Linked DNA regions of Rattus norvegicus: region 1 is linked to region 2. A link is a contact called in public Hi-C data. All regions are on one chromosome and are shown on one strand. Each heading gives the region's core, a stretch centred on a gene start, on an enhancer-like site or on the middle of the called end of the contact. The rest is flanking DNA. Distances are from core to core; before and after follow the strand shown.

The links. Hi-C and Micro-C count contacts between places; a contact is called where the count stands out from the background.
Region 1: a contact with region 2 is called in a Hi-C map of kidney, with 9 times the contacts expected there. The contact joins two enhancer-like sites. A contact is called at or near these places in 5 of 12 Hi-C or Micro-C datasets (the A7r5 cell line, hepatocytes, kidney and 1 more).

The regions. Positions count from the first base shown.
Region 1 is chr6:104,682,673-104,689,188 of GRCr8, reverse strand. No RefSeq gene overlaps it. Among named protein-coding and RNA genes, the nearest start is that of Zfp36l1, 17 kb to the right of the region's middle. Within about 2 kb of position 1,373, at least 67 of the 93 cell types and tissues checked have an H3K27ac peak or open chromatin away from gene starts, as enhancers often do. A contact at or near this core is called in kidney and liver, where this site is marked.
Region 2 is chr6:104,520,606-104,527,016 of GRCr8, reverse strand. No RefSeq gene overlaps it. Among named protein-coding and RNA genes, the nearest start is that of Rpl36l6, 26 kb to the left of the region's middle. Within about 2 kb of position 3,881, at least 28 of the 93 cell types and tissues checked have an H3K27ac peak or open chromatin away from gene starts, as enhancers often do. A contact at or near this core is called in kidney and liver, where this site is marked.

The sequences.
Region 1 (6,516 bases), core at 124-2,623, 160 kb before region 2:
GTGGCAGTGCTCTGTCCCATCTGCTTGCTTGCCACAAGCACTGTCTTGGGTTCTCCCCAGGACCTTCCTGCTCCCTTCTTCTAGACCCGATTTAGACTTTCCACCAGAAGGCAACTTCCATACCTCCCAGATGCTCCTAGATTTGCAGGGAAGCCATGTCCCAACAATCCTATCATAAACCGAAAATGCCAGGTAGTGTGGAAAGTGTGCCTGCTTCCTTAACTTATCAAACATCACCCCTGTGCAGTGCAGTACACTACAGACCACAGTCTGTTTTCCACTCACGACTGTGGGAACTTTCTGCAAAAGAATATTGTGTTTACTGCTAGTCCAGGGGGAAAACCCAGAGTTAAAAATTCAACCGTGGCTCCTACTGAATGTATATTATTTAGGTTCCAACTTACAGTGAAATTATGATAAATTGGGGACTGTAGTTCCCTATTTATGTCTTCTCTCAGTGCCTTAATGTGTTCCTTCAGAAAAATTTGAAAACTTTTTCAAATTGGGGCTAGGAAAGGTGATTCACAGGCCCAATGACCTGAGTTTGGTCCCCAAAATCTATACGTTGGAAGGAGGGAAACCAGTCTTGAAAACTGTCCTTATTTAATGTAAGCACACCTGTGAACACACACACACACACACACACACACACACACACACACACACGTATGTATAAATGTATCAAAACTTTTTCAGGGGGCTAGAGAGATGACTCAGCAGTTAAGGTCACTGGCTACTCTTAGAAGATCCAGGTTCAATTCCCAGCACTCACATGACAGCTTACAAACGTCTGTAATTCTAGTTCAGGGGATCTGAAGTCCTCTTCTGGCCTTAGAGTGTGTTGCCCGCACATGGTACACAGAAGTACATAGGCAGACATCTATGCGCTTAAAATTGAAAACTTTCTCAAGTGCCGCCATAGATTTGTGAGATTACTCTGCTCAGTGTCATATAGGGGAGAGCTTTGTCAGGGTCCTCTGTGCTGTCTGCACGGTATTTTGTATACTGGAGTGGATGGTCGAGCCCTCATCTAAGTAAGAGAACCAAGCTGGTGGGTTCAGGACCAGCAGGCAACAGCAGTATCCACCCTGGAACTCCGTAAAATGCAAACTCTGAATCAGGGCCGGGCTAACAGAAGTGTTGGATGCCTAGGGAAGTGTGGTGCACTCTCGTGGTTCGAGAACTCTCTAGAAAGCTGAGTCTCAGTGTCAGGTGATCAGGGCAGTTTTGGTGGTCCCGCATGTGCTGTTTGGCACACTGGCCAGTGGAGGGCAGTGTTGCCACGCCCATCGCGCCTCCTGGGCTGGCGGTGCGGCGGGAAAGGCCCCGGGAGGCCGGCTGGGGAAGACCGGCTGGCCGACCGCAGCCGGCTCGCCATCCGCGGACCCGGCCGCAGACGCTCCGAGATGCGGAAGGGCCAGCAGCGGCCCTGAAGCTCCGGGCAAGCCACACTGCCACTCTGCCGCTCTGCTGCGTCCGGGTCTGGAAGGTTCGCGAGGCGCCGGGGCTCAGGGGAGGAGGCTTGCTCGGGCCGGCCGGGGCAGTGTGCCAGAGAGGGCGGCGGAACCTTGACCGCGGCCCCGGAGGCAAAGGGCAGCCTCCGCGTGATGCCTCGGCGAGCAAAACAAGCCGGCCATCTTGGCGCCCTTAACCCGCTCCTGGCCGCTCTAGGCGCGGCCAAGGGTCCGGCCACCGAGCCCCGCAGTAGACCTAGGTTTGGAAACCGAAATGCCATGGGCATGGGAAGGAATTTCTAAGAACGGGAAGAAAACCGGAGGTCTTGGCACGTTCCCTGGGACGTTTGGGAATGCTATCAGTTAGCCATTAGCAGGCAGGGCCAGCGCTTCGGTCAGTGATTGGATTTGTCCCAGTCGCCTCCTAGTTCTTTTTGCCCTATATTCAAAGAGCTTAAAGTCATGGGTGGTTGAAGTAGGTCAGAGTGATCACCAGGCGGTTGCCTGGCAGCCCAGTGTCAGGGTCCGAGACAAGGTGATATTCCAGTGGATGCCCTCGGGTCGTACCAACCCAGGGTCAAGGACTAACTGCTCCAGTGTTATAGGTGATCAGCTCATTTCCAGTTTCTCAATCATTCTGATGTCATCCAAGGAACAGAAGACCCCACCGTTCCTCCTCTCTGCCTAGCTTACATGTTGTTCTATCATTTGTAGATTTTAGAATATTCTCTCTTCTGTCAGCCCCCATTAGGAAGCCTTCTTTAATTTCCTCCTCTGTTTCCGGTGAAGTTGCCTCTTCCTGGCTAGCCCACCTACATGCCATCATCAGCGGGATTCGGCTACTCTCAGTCTTTGTGGCTGCGCCCTCCCCTTCTGAATCTCGAGGACCCATGAGTGTCAGGCCCATCAAGAAGTTGGTCTTCTTACTGGGTAGGTAGGTCACTCCTTGCAAGAGGATTACCATGATTGAATAGGTTTTAATCTGGATTTGGGCTAGGAGTTAGGCAAGGTTCACAGGTGTTTTGAACTTTAGCACAGGGGTATGTATAGTGGTGGTGTTTTCTTAAGCCCTGCAATGGAACCCTTTTGTGTGTTTACTGAAAGTTATTCTGAGTAGGACTGTCAGGGTGCGGTAGGAACCAAAACCGTAGGTGTGAACCAGACTGAGAAGATGACCCCTCAGAGCCTCTCTGTGCGGTTCTGTATGGCCCGGGCTGTGAGCAATGGGAGGACAACCAGGCAGGCAGGCTCAGGACCAACTGAAGACTGACCACGCTGATGGTTCTCAACCTGTGGGTCGAGACCCCTCTGGGAATCAAAGGACCATTGGAAAACACCGATATTTGCACTGTGATTCACAACAGTGGGAAAATTACGATTATGAAGTAGCAACGAAGATCATTTTATGTGTGTGTGTGGGGGGGGGTCACCACAGCATGAGGAACTGTATTAAAGAGTCTCAGCGTCAGAAAGGTTGAGGACCACTGGTCTAAATGCTCGGCAGGACTTGAGGTGTGGGCTGAGGTCGCAGGAGCAGGCAGGAAAGGAGTGCTCGTTGCAGCTCGGAGAAGGCTGATGCCAACGGAGGGACCCTTTCTTTTTCCCTTTTAAAAGATGAAACCCAAAGTTCTCCCGTGGTGGAGGACTCCTGAAAACCCCTTTCATGCCTCGGCCACAGATGATCTGCTGAATGCTCATTGGGGGGGGGGGACAAAGAGGTGGTTTTGTTTATTTATTTAAGGGGGAAAATAAATGAGCTGTGACAAAACAATTGGAAACCAGGCCCTCTGAGACCTGGGCTTTCACTTCCTTGATGGGAAGTGAAACAGAGAATGAATCCCCCTCCAAATAAAAGTGAAGTTAATAATCAGACAGCTCAAGCCCTGGCCACATCCTGTGTTAGCTCCCTCCCTCCCTCCCTCCCTAGGCTCACTGTTTATAACTGCTGAACCCTCCTTCCCAGCCTAGAGCAGGCTTAACTCTTTCCTCCCTGCCTAGGAGAAGCCTAAGTCTGCTCTGACTAAAGAGGCCAGCCTCACAACCTTCAGAGTTGACATGGCCTCAGGGTGACTGTCTTCATGTATGTTCATGTGAGAATGTGCTCAGTTAGCCTAGCTTAGGTTGTCCCAGCAGAAAACCCACAATGCCCCCTTTCCTTTTGACCCCTCCATGGAAAAAGCAGGTTAAGTCCACTGTCATTGCAGATTCATGCAGCCTTTGTGGCCTGGTGGCTTCTGGGAGCTGCAATCTGAGGGATATAGGCATAAGTCTTTGGGGTTCTGGGTCTGAGTTGGAAGCAGTGTTCTGTGCATGTCTTTCTTCTGCCAAGGTGTACTGTATGTTCCTTTCTCGCCGAACCCCCTCCATGCAGTCAGTAGTAGTGTGTCCCCATTGGGTTGGGGACTCTTGCTAAGCCTGTTGGCTTCTACTGTTCCAAGCAACAGCTTTATATAGAGCAAAGGTTAGGCTCATTTTACAGGAAAAGCGTGTTAAGTGCCTTGCCCAGGGTTTGAAGTCAAACTTTTTGGCTCCCAAGTCTGGTGCCTCAGCCCTTGCTCCCAAGGTCTCTCAGAGATTGCTATCTTCCTTGGAGGCAGAAGGTTAGACACTTTGGGATAATTTCACTAATGCATTGTATAGGTCTTAAGACCCAAGGGCTTTCTGAGATTGTTCTTGCTTCGTCGTGAGCTCTGCCCGCTTCCTGCCCACCCCAGGAAGGAGACAGAGCAGCTGGAGCTGTTGTAGCCCTTCCATCTGCCTCCTCTTGGTTCTTCAGACAGTGGTTCTAAGGAAAGACTGGGATCTAAAGCAGGCTTTGAGTTCTTCATGCCTGCATTTGGTTGGCTCAGGCCTTGGGAGTAGGGACTCAGACATGGCTGCTATGTCTGTAGTACCTTTTCTTTTGTCCTTTCACCTGTTCACTTGCAGGTCCCTCACCTGAGGCCCCAAACCATGGCTACTGACCATGGAAGCATAGCTCTGGTCAGGTCCTTTGGGAGACCCCTCCAGTCCTTGAAGATGTGTTGTACTGCCCCCTGCTGTGTGGAGGGCTTCATGGCTTGTTTGCCAACCAGGGTGAACAGCCCTTTCAGTACTTGCCAAAACCAACCCAGTCTTTAGGAATGGGTTCATCTCCAGTGGCCTACATCATGAGAGAGAGAGAGAGAGAGAGAGAGAGAGAGAGAGAGAGAGAGAGAGAGAGAAAGAGAAAGAAAACGAAAACTCATCCTCCAAAGTGACATGTTCTGGGCCAGAGGGTATATTCTAGGCATCCGGGGAGGGTAGTAACCATGGCTTCCTCAATGCCTGGCAGGATGCCAGGCCCTAAGATGTTCAGAATAGTTAGCATGACTTTCTATTTAGTCAAGAAAAGTCTTGGATAGTGGAGCCTCATGGCCAATCAATACCTGTAATCCTAACACCGAGGAAAGAAGGAAGGAAGGAAGGAAGGAAGGAAGGAAGGAAGGAAGGAAGGAAGGAAGGAAAGATCACTGTAAGTCTGTGGCCACTCTGAGCTACAAAAGTGAGATACAGTCCCTGTCTGGAAAACAAAAACAAGTGCTTGCTTTGGCAGCAAACATACTGAAAATAAAAACCAAGGTGGTAGCATCTAGAACTTATAGTGCCAAGGGCAGGGGTTCCTCTGCTAAGAGTTTCAGAGGCTAAGGCTGCCGCCTGCAGAAGACAATCCTCCAGCCATGGCATTTGGTGATGCTCACTAGTGACAGGTACCACAATATACTAACCTGTTTACCCTCACACCCTCTGAGGTGGAGTGTGTGTGATCCTCCCCATTTTCCTGAAAGAAAAGGCTTAATAGTTTGCCTTGCTAAAGAGGTTTAAAAAGTTCATTATGTCTTAAAATGCATTAAACCAATTGAAAAATAATTTTATGGAACTTAAAAAAAAATTAAATGTGGTTCCCAACCTTCAATGGCCCAGTGGCCATGGGAGAAGGGATCCCATCCTTGGTCCTCACATAAGAAAAGGGAAGGGTTTAAGGAACCTCTCTGACCCTGGGTAGGGCTGTCCTGACAGATCTTTCTGTGACCGCATCAGTAGTTGGAGATAGTGCGTGTATAGGAAGCAGTGTGTTGCAAGATCCAATAAGACAATCATTGAGTTAAAAATAATTTCAGCTTTATGATTTGGGACAATTTTAAACATACACAGTGGAATGTTAAACAAACAAACAAAACCATGGACCCATTATCCAGTTTCAGCATTACCAGCTCAGAGCCAAGCGTGTCCATTTACAGCCCCAGCCACCTCCTCCCCGTACTATTGTTTTGGTATTTGATTTGCTTTGAAATGGCAGGGCTACACAGGGAAACACTGTCTTGAAAAACTAAGGGCGGGGTGGGGGGGGGGAGAAGTTGGGAAGGCCTTACACATGCTAAGCATACACTATACCACTGAGCCACATTCTGAGCCCCACTCTTAAATTTGAAAGAAATCTTATATATTAGATCCTATTTCACATAAAAAAAAAATAACATCTGCCCTAAGTAGAGTATTAGTGTGGAGCGTAGAGATGGCTCAGTGGGCAAAGCCACTTGCCGTCCAGCCTGCTGGCCTGAGTTTGATCTTTAGGACACAGATTGGAAGGAAAGAACTGACCCATACTAGTTGGCCTCTGACCTCCATATGAGTGCTGCAGTAGATACACCCCCCCAAATAATGCAATAATTAATAATAAAAAAGTATTTGAACATTTTATTCATAATGTCACCCCACAGAAGGACCAGTTTTTGCATCTATGCAGAAATACCCGGTTAGTAGGTTTCTAGAGATACTGGTCACTCTAAGTCCACTCCAGCCACATTTCTCTACTCCGACAGGCCCTGGGATTATTCTGGTGCAGAGTTTCACGTGAGCATAAATGCACACAAAGGTGTGGCAGCCCCGTTGAGGTAATGACGGGAGATGAGAGTACAGCTCTGTATCCCCCATCTATTCAGACACTCAGCTTTGGGCCGTTGTCCTTGGCTTTCCCACCGAGTGTTCTACTGACCAGCTGTCCGAGCCTCCTTGGGGACCCGCTTGTCTCTCTTGCTAGGGA
Region 2 (6,411 bases), core at 2,632-5,131:
ATTTCCATTCAGTCTTAGGAAAGAATTAAGGTCAAAATGCAAGAAGAGATTCAAAGGCTCACACAAGCACCACCAAACAGGCAGCAGGTGAGACTGCAGAAATGGAATTGTTCCTTGGCAGGATCCAGTACCACAGATGTCTCAATGGCTTGTTCACCGGCCAACCTGGGATAGTCTGAAACCAGGGCTTGGCCCAAGAGCTTGGGATGGTGTTATATAAGTCAAGGGGAAACATAGGCTATTGCCAGAGTCAGAGGTCGAAGCCAAAGGTGACTAGAATGATCTCATCTTACGAAGCACAACAGGTGTAAACCCTGGCACCTCTTGTTTGCGTCGGCAAACATTGCCTTTTGATGAAGCTGTGGGTGAAGGTCACTCCCCACATTCCTGAATTTGGGGGTACATGAAAAGAGTGGGTCCTAGGACCCAGCACCCTGCTATGTAGCTAGAGAGACTGTGCATGTTTATCAGGAGGTTCAGTCAAGTGGCCAAGTTCTAGGCTACATTTTCCCTAAAATACATCGGCTCCAGGCTGCTCTGGTCACTGCATGACAGGGAAGCGGGGCGAGTTGCTATCATCTGCAGAGATAGGGGGCTTACGGCCAGCGGAGTGGTGAAAGGACACTTAGTATTCCTTAAAGGCGTTCTTCAGGAGACCAACAAGTGCCTGGAAACAGATCCCCGGGAAGTCTCTGCCACTTAGCAATTGGAGCAGGGATTGTACGGTGTGGTCCTTGTAAACTCTGCAGTTCCAGAGTGCATACTGAGACCCTTTCTCCTCAAAGTTCCCTGATTACCGAGACTCTCTCATCAAAGCTTTACTCTTGAGACAGAGCTCCTCACATGTGGAAAACATGTGAGGAAGTGGCAGGCTAGCAAGTTGGAGAGACAGAACTCCATCGCTGGGCAGGAGGGGGGACCTCCAACTGCCTCTTCCTTGTCTTTCTGAGTAGCTCAGGACAAGTTATTTCGTTGTCAAAAGAGGGCTGGTTTCTGACAGTCACCTCTATATTTAGGCATTGATTGGAATGTTGTAGAATGTGACATAGGGAAAACAAGCTCTGATTTAAAAAACAATCTAGTAAGGTATTTATGTTCTTGCCATCTGGGAAACTTGTTATTAAACTTTTTATTATTTCTTTCAGCGTGGTGGCGGTATGCGTGCGTAGTGTGAAGGCCCATGCTTGAAGTTAGGCGGTGGCTTCACTCAGTTGCTCTCCACCTCATTTGGTGAGACGGTAACTCTGTCTAACCCTGGGGCTTACTTACTCTGTTAGAGGGGGTAAAAGCCCCCTCCCATCTTGGCTTTCACAGCACCTGGAGTACAATCGCCCACCTCACCTTTTACACACTGGGGTCCCCCTTCCAGGACAGCAAGCCCTTTATCAACTGATCCCTCTCATAGCCTCTAGAGAAATGTCAGTTTGACCCAGGGACTTAGGAGGGATGGTAAGAGGAGGATTTGAGGCTCCCATTCAGGGTTAGAATGAGAATAGCAGAACTAGCAAACTGTTCAGACAGTCCCAAGCCACACCTTCCTCCTTCCTTCACTTACAAGGGTAGAGATACAGGCATCATTCACAACAGAGGGACATAAAAGGTGCCTTTTAATTAAATTTAAGACCAAACCTACTTTTTTTCCGAGTAACGAAGACTCACATTTTGAGTTTGAGAGGCAGTTTTTCTTTGACCTTAAAATAAAAAGCTGGGCCAGACAGGTGGGTTTTGTGACTCCTGTTTAGCAGGTCTCCCTGGAGATGACAACTCGGAACTCCTTCACCCTAGGCTACAGGAAACCAAACACCTGCGCTGGGAAGAAACTACCTGCGGGCCACAGTGCAGAGCAGCATGACCAGGGAAAGGGGAGAGGCCGGGCAACTCCCGGCCAGCTGAAAGCCCACTTTTGTTTGACCTACATCCCAATCACCCTCTATCTCTCCTCGGGAGGGAGAGGCTGCACCGTGGAAGGTGTGGTTTTCCCCAAGGGACCGAAGTAGTCCTATGGCTACAGGAAGCCAGCCCTGGCCTCCAGGGCCCTGAGCTTGGGGGAGGAAGAACCGCCTCCTCCACCCGAGTCCGGTTAGTTGGCTCTGGAATGCAATGCTTTTTAAAGTGTCCGAGTGATAGGCACTTTCTAAGTATGTACAGCGATGGTCCGATAAGAAACCAGGCGTGAGGCTTTGCGGGTCAACGCCTACCAGCTCTACCGGTACAGCTAGCTGCTGCCCGGGCTGGGGCTGGGGACGCCCCCCTTTACAAACTTCCTTATAGAATCTGCTTCCTGCTGGGGCCCCTGTTTTTCAATTTCTACTTCTGGAATCAGAAAAAGAAAAATAAAAATCCCAACCATCACCCATCTCCCCGGGCCTCCACCTTCAGCTTCCACGACACCTAAGCCCAGGTGACCCTGATGGCCGAGGGAACTTGGCACACGAGCGTCCCCATCCCCACTGCCCCCAGCCCCGTCTCGCCTTGCTCGGTCCCACAATGCACCCTTGTACCGGGCTTGCAGCCAGGCCGGGGGATTTGGCGCAGGGATGGGGGGGGGCAATATTCCTCAGATATTTAAAACAGAGCTGAGAGAACAAAGCTGGCCTTGTGCGGCCAGTGGCAAGAGCCGGGAGCGGGGAGAAGCGGGGCTGCGCAGGGAGCATGGCTGGGGCGTGGGCACACGCGTGGCGCGGTCCCGCTCAGTTCCTGACTTGGTTCTCCCGAGTTTTCCCGGGCGCTCCTTGCAAGTGAGACTAGCTTTCATATGCTCACCACAACACGTTTAACTGAAGAAAGAAAGGTGAGAGAGAGAGAAGACACAGAGAGACATAGACACACAAAGACAGACACAGAGAGAGAGTGAAAGAGAGAGAACCATTTTCCATGTTTCTGTAGGAAGCACAGGTCATTAAAATAAAATGATAAACCAACTGGGAACTCAGGTTTTAGATGACCCAGACTAACAGGACACTTGGGTCAAAGCATTTGGAAAAAATGTCTTTGGTCATCTTTGATGCAAGAAGTGAAATCTTTTTGAGGGAACAGGCCATTTTCTCTTGTTTATGCTGGAGGACCACTCTTTTGGTTTCCTGTTTATTGTCACTTGAGATTTGGGAGCAATGATGGTTATTGTCAAGGTTCAGGCTTTTGTTTGGGGCTGTGGGCTAGCCAGTGTTTGTTTGTTTTTTAAAAGGCAAATAGAAGTAGTGTTTGCATGGTACAAAGATGAGATTGTGTCATGCACTAAGGAACTCTCGAGGGAGGCAGGGTAGCAAATAAATTTTGTTGTTATTGAAGAAGGTTGAAGAGCTCTCTTGAGTAGGACTAAACGTGACTTTGAAGGAGAAATATAATGTGCAAAGTTCTGCTTCGCCAGAACAAAGGTTGTCTCAATATGCAATGGAGAAACATGCAGAGGCTGGAGGAAGCCTACCTCGGTCTTAGGAATGAGATTCTATGCTTGACTTACCCAGACGAATGGGAAAGGTAGTCTCAAACAGATGATTCTGCAACCTTCCAAACAAGGCTCCGGGACCGAAGTCCACTGTGGTTAAATGGACAGCCCTTACAGGGCAAGTCTGGGGGAGTGGAAGGAATCAAAGGGTTACAATGCTGTGCTGAGCCCACCCTTCCCTGCCTGTGTACACACATGAGGAATTTATGGTTCTTCCCTTTCCCTTCATAGCTCAATTGCCCCCACTCCCTGTTTCTGAGCACAGAGGGGAGAGCCTTGTGTAAGCTAAGCGGCCACTCAGCCCAGCAAAGGGATTTTTATGTGAGATCATCTTGGCAAGAAGCTCTTTTACCATCCTTGACCTCCACATCTCCAGGGCAACTGCTGTGGGGACGTCACAGGCAGAAGATCATGACCCTTAGAGGCCACACTTCAGCAAGGACAGATAAACAGTTTTACTGCAATGGTCACGTAGCAGGCCCATTCTTAAGTGTGGGCTGGTTAGGATGATGTAAATGTTTTTTTCCGCTCTCTCCCACTTTCTGGCTCCAGAACCCTGGATCTAGGCATAGTCTAGGAGCATACCTTGGGGTATGAGATAAGGGAACAGTGGGGTGGGAAGCTGAGAGAAGCAACTTCTCTTAGACACAAGAACAAAGTCTCCCAGCCCATAGCCTGGTTTCTTTCTGTTTCTCTCTCGTTCTAACTCTTAGTCTGTCCCTCTCCCTTTTTACTTCCTTAGGTTATTTTGTCTTTCTATAAAGGCGGTTATTATAGTCTCCAAGACTTGCCACACTTCCTTCATTGAACCTGGGCATGCCACAGTAGAGACTAAAAGTCTATGATTATTAGGGAAATTCTAGACCTCCTACAGCTTGGATCCAGCCTGGACATGAGCGACAGGTCTTCCAGGCATCGGGCACATAGATCGTTACCATGACTCTAGCCTTAGCAGCCATTGAACTGCAATGGCTAATGCCCCCCTCAGAACTGGCTTGCCAGGCTGAGTCACTAGCCTAATCACTGTGGGCAGTAGCTGAGTCTAGGGCGGTCAGTGTGTTGCATGGTGTTGGATAACTGAACAGGAATGACATGGAGAGTGGAGAGTTAGGATCATCCAATGTCACCAGCACTCTGGAGAACTCTCATTTCTTAGCCTTCTGGCCCTTGTGTCCTCCCCTGTATCTCCCTTCTTTTTGGAACTGTGCCTTGGGCCCAGTCTCATGGAAAAACCTTACATGCTCAACTTGCTGCTCCATGCACACTGGTCTCAACGCACATCCAGGAGCGTGGAGTCTTCCTTTGCTTGCTTCCCTCCCTCCTCAGTGTCCCCCTCAGTGTGGGGATTCTCAACTCGAGTAGCATTCCCCGGTGTCCACCCAGGACTAATGTGATCCCAGGGCATGCTCAGAGTTTGGGAGGGGGAATGAAGGGACCAGTGGGCAGCTCAGGAAGGTTCTCTTGGTTCCCTTAGCAGTCGCTCTTTTGTGAGCCAGACTTGGCTGTAGAACTGGAAGGTGTGGTGAGGAGTGAAGGCAGACAAAGATCCCGTTCTGGGGCAGAGCACTTGGTGTCCGGCACATCTCTCACTACACAGGCAGAGCTTGGCAGACAGCAGTCGGGGAGGGACTGGGGCATCCCTTCCTTACATCATCCTCTGACTTCAGTAAAGACCTAGAATAGAGCTCCCTGTGCTGCGAAGTGAGGATGAGGGTGGGCACTACATGGACCCAGCTCTGTCACTACTGACTGTGTGACCCTGGGCATATCTCTGTATCTCTGCAGTTCTCTAGTTTCTTGTCTCTGGTCAGACAGCACTTTATTCTAGTTGGAGGGGACTTCCACAGGCTCAAACACTTAACCCACAAGCTGGCAACTGAAAGTACTTAGGAACCTCCCCATCCCCCCAGGCTTCTCATAAGACATAGGAGACTCCTGTCTGCCATATTCTGACATCACAATTTGAGCTTGTGTTAAGGAAACAGAAGAGACGATGGAGGAAGAGGAGGGAAGAGAATTTAAGTTAAGGGGCTCTCGGTTCTCAGGAAGCACTGCAGCCCTGCACCAATCCCACCTCGGCCTGCTGGCCTGCAGGCCTGCCAGTGACAGTCTTAGTGGCCTCAGGAGAGCTGTGATTGGGAGCCCAGCTTCCATCATTCCTCTCAGCTTCCCACAGGCACAGTTCTTTTACTTGAGGAAGACCGGGCAGATGGGAAGATGGCGTCACAAGGGAGACATGCTTCTGAGCGGAGGTAGAAGCCCACCCATGGGTTTTCATAGTCTTTGCCAATTACCCTCCACTGTGAAGCCATGTGCAAGGCGCAAACATTTCCCTCTGCACAGGAAAGCGCGAGCTAGAACCCCAGCTCCTTTCCAAGCAACACACACATCCACATCACACCGGTATCCAGATGGCCCTGAGAGCTGCTCACTCTGGGTTGGAATTTATTCTCTGTCGAGGTGCTTGGGTCTCTGTGGGGAGAGTAATTTTCTTGAGAAAGTGTTCACTTTACCTCATCTTCCAGGGGCCCATTTCCTGCTCAGCAGGCTCCAGGTAAGTGAAGTCCCGGCCCCAGGACTGGGCGGGATTCCAAACCCTTGGTGTTTCCAACCCGGAGGGGGCCATGCCTGTTGTAAATCTTGCTTCTCCTTAAAGTAGTTCAACAGAAGGAAGACATTGGAATCTTCCATAGTACACCTTAGTCATTTGCTTTTCCCTGTCAGTTAACCTCAGGACCCCAAAGTAAAACACAGTGCTTCACTGGTCTGCCTCCTTAGCGCATCTGATCTACTGAGGAGTACCTTTAGAATGTGTGGGGAATGGCGGCTTGGTTTCCTCTCCAGATGTAGTTCTTTGGACTCTCCACCCAGGGTCACTACATGCTCATGTGGCATTGGTGGTTAAGCTTATCAAAGGCACCCCTTCTGTGTGTACACAGACATTCAAGGGCACAGTTTACCTAGAG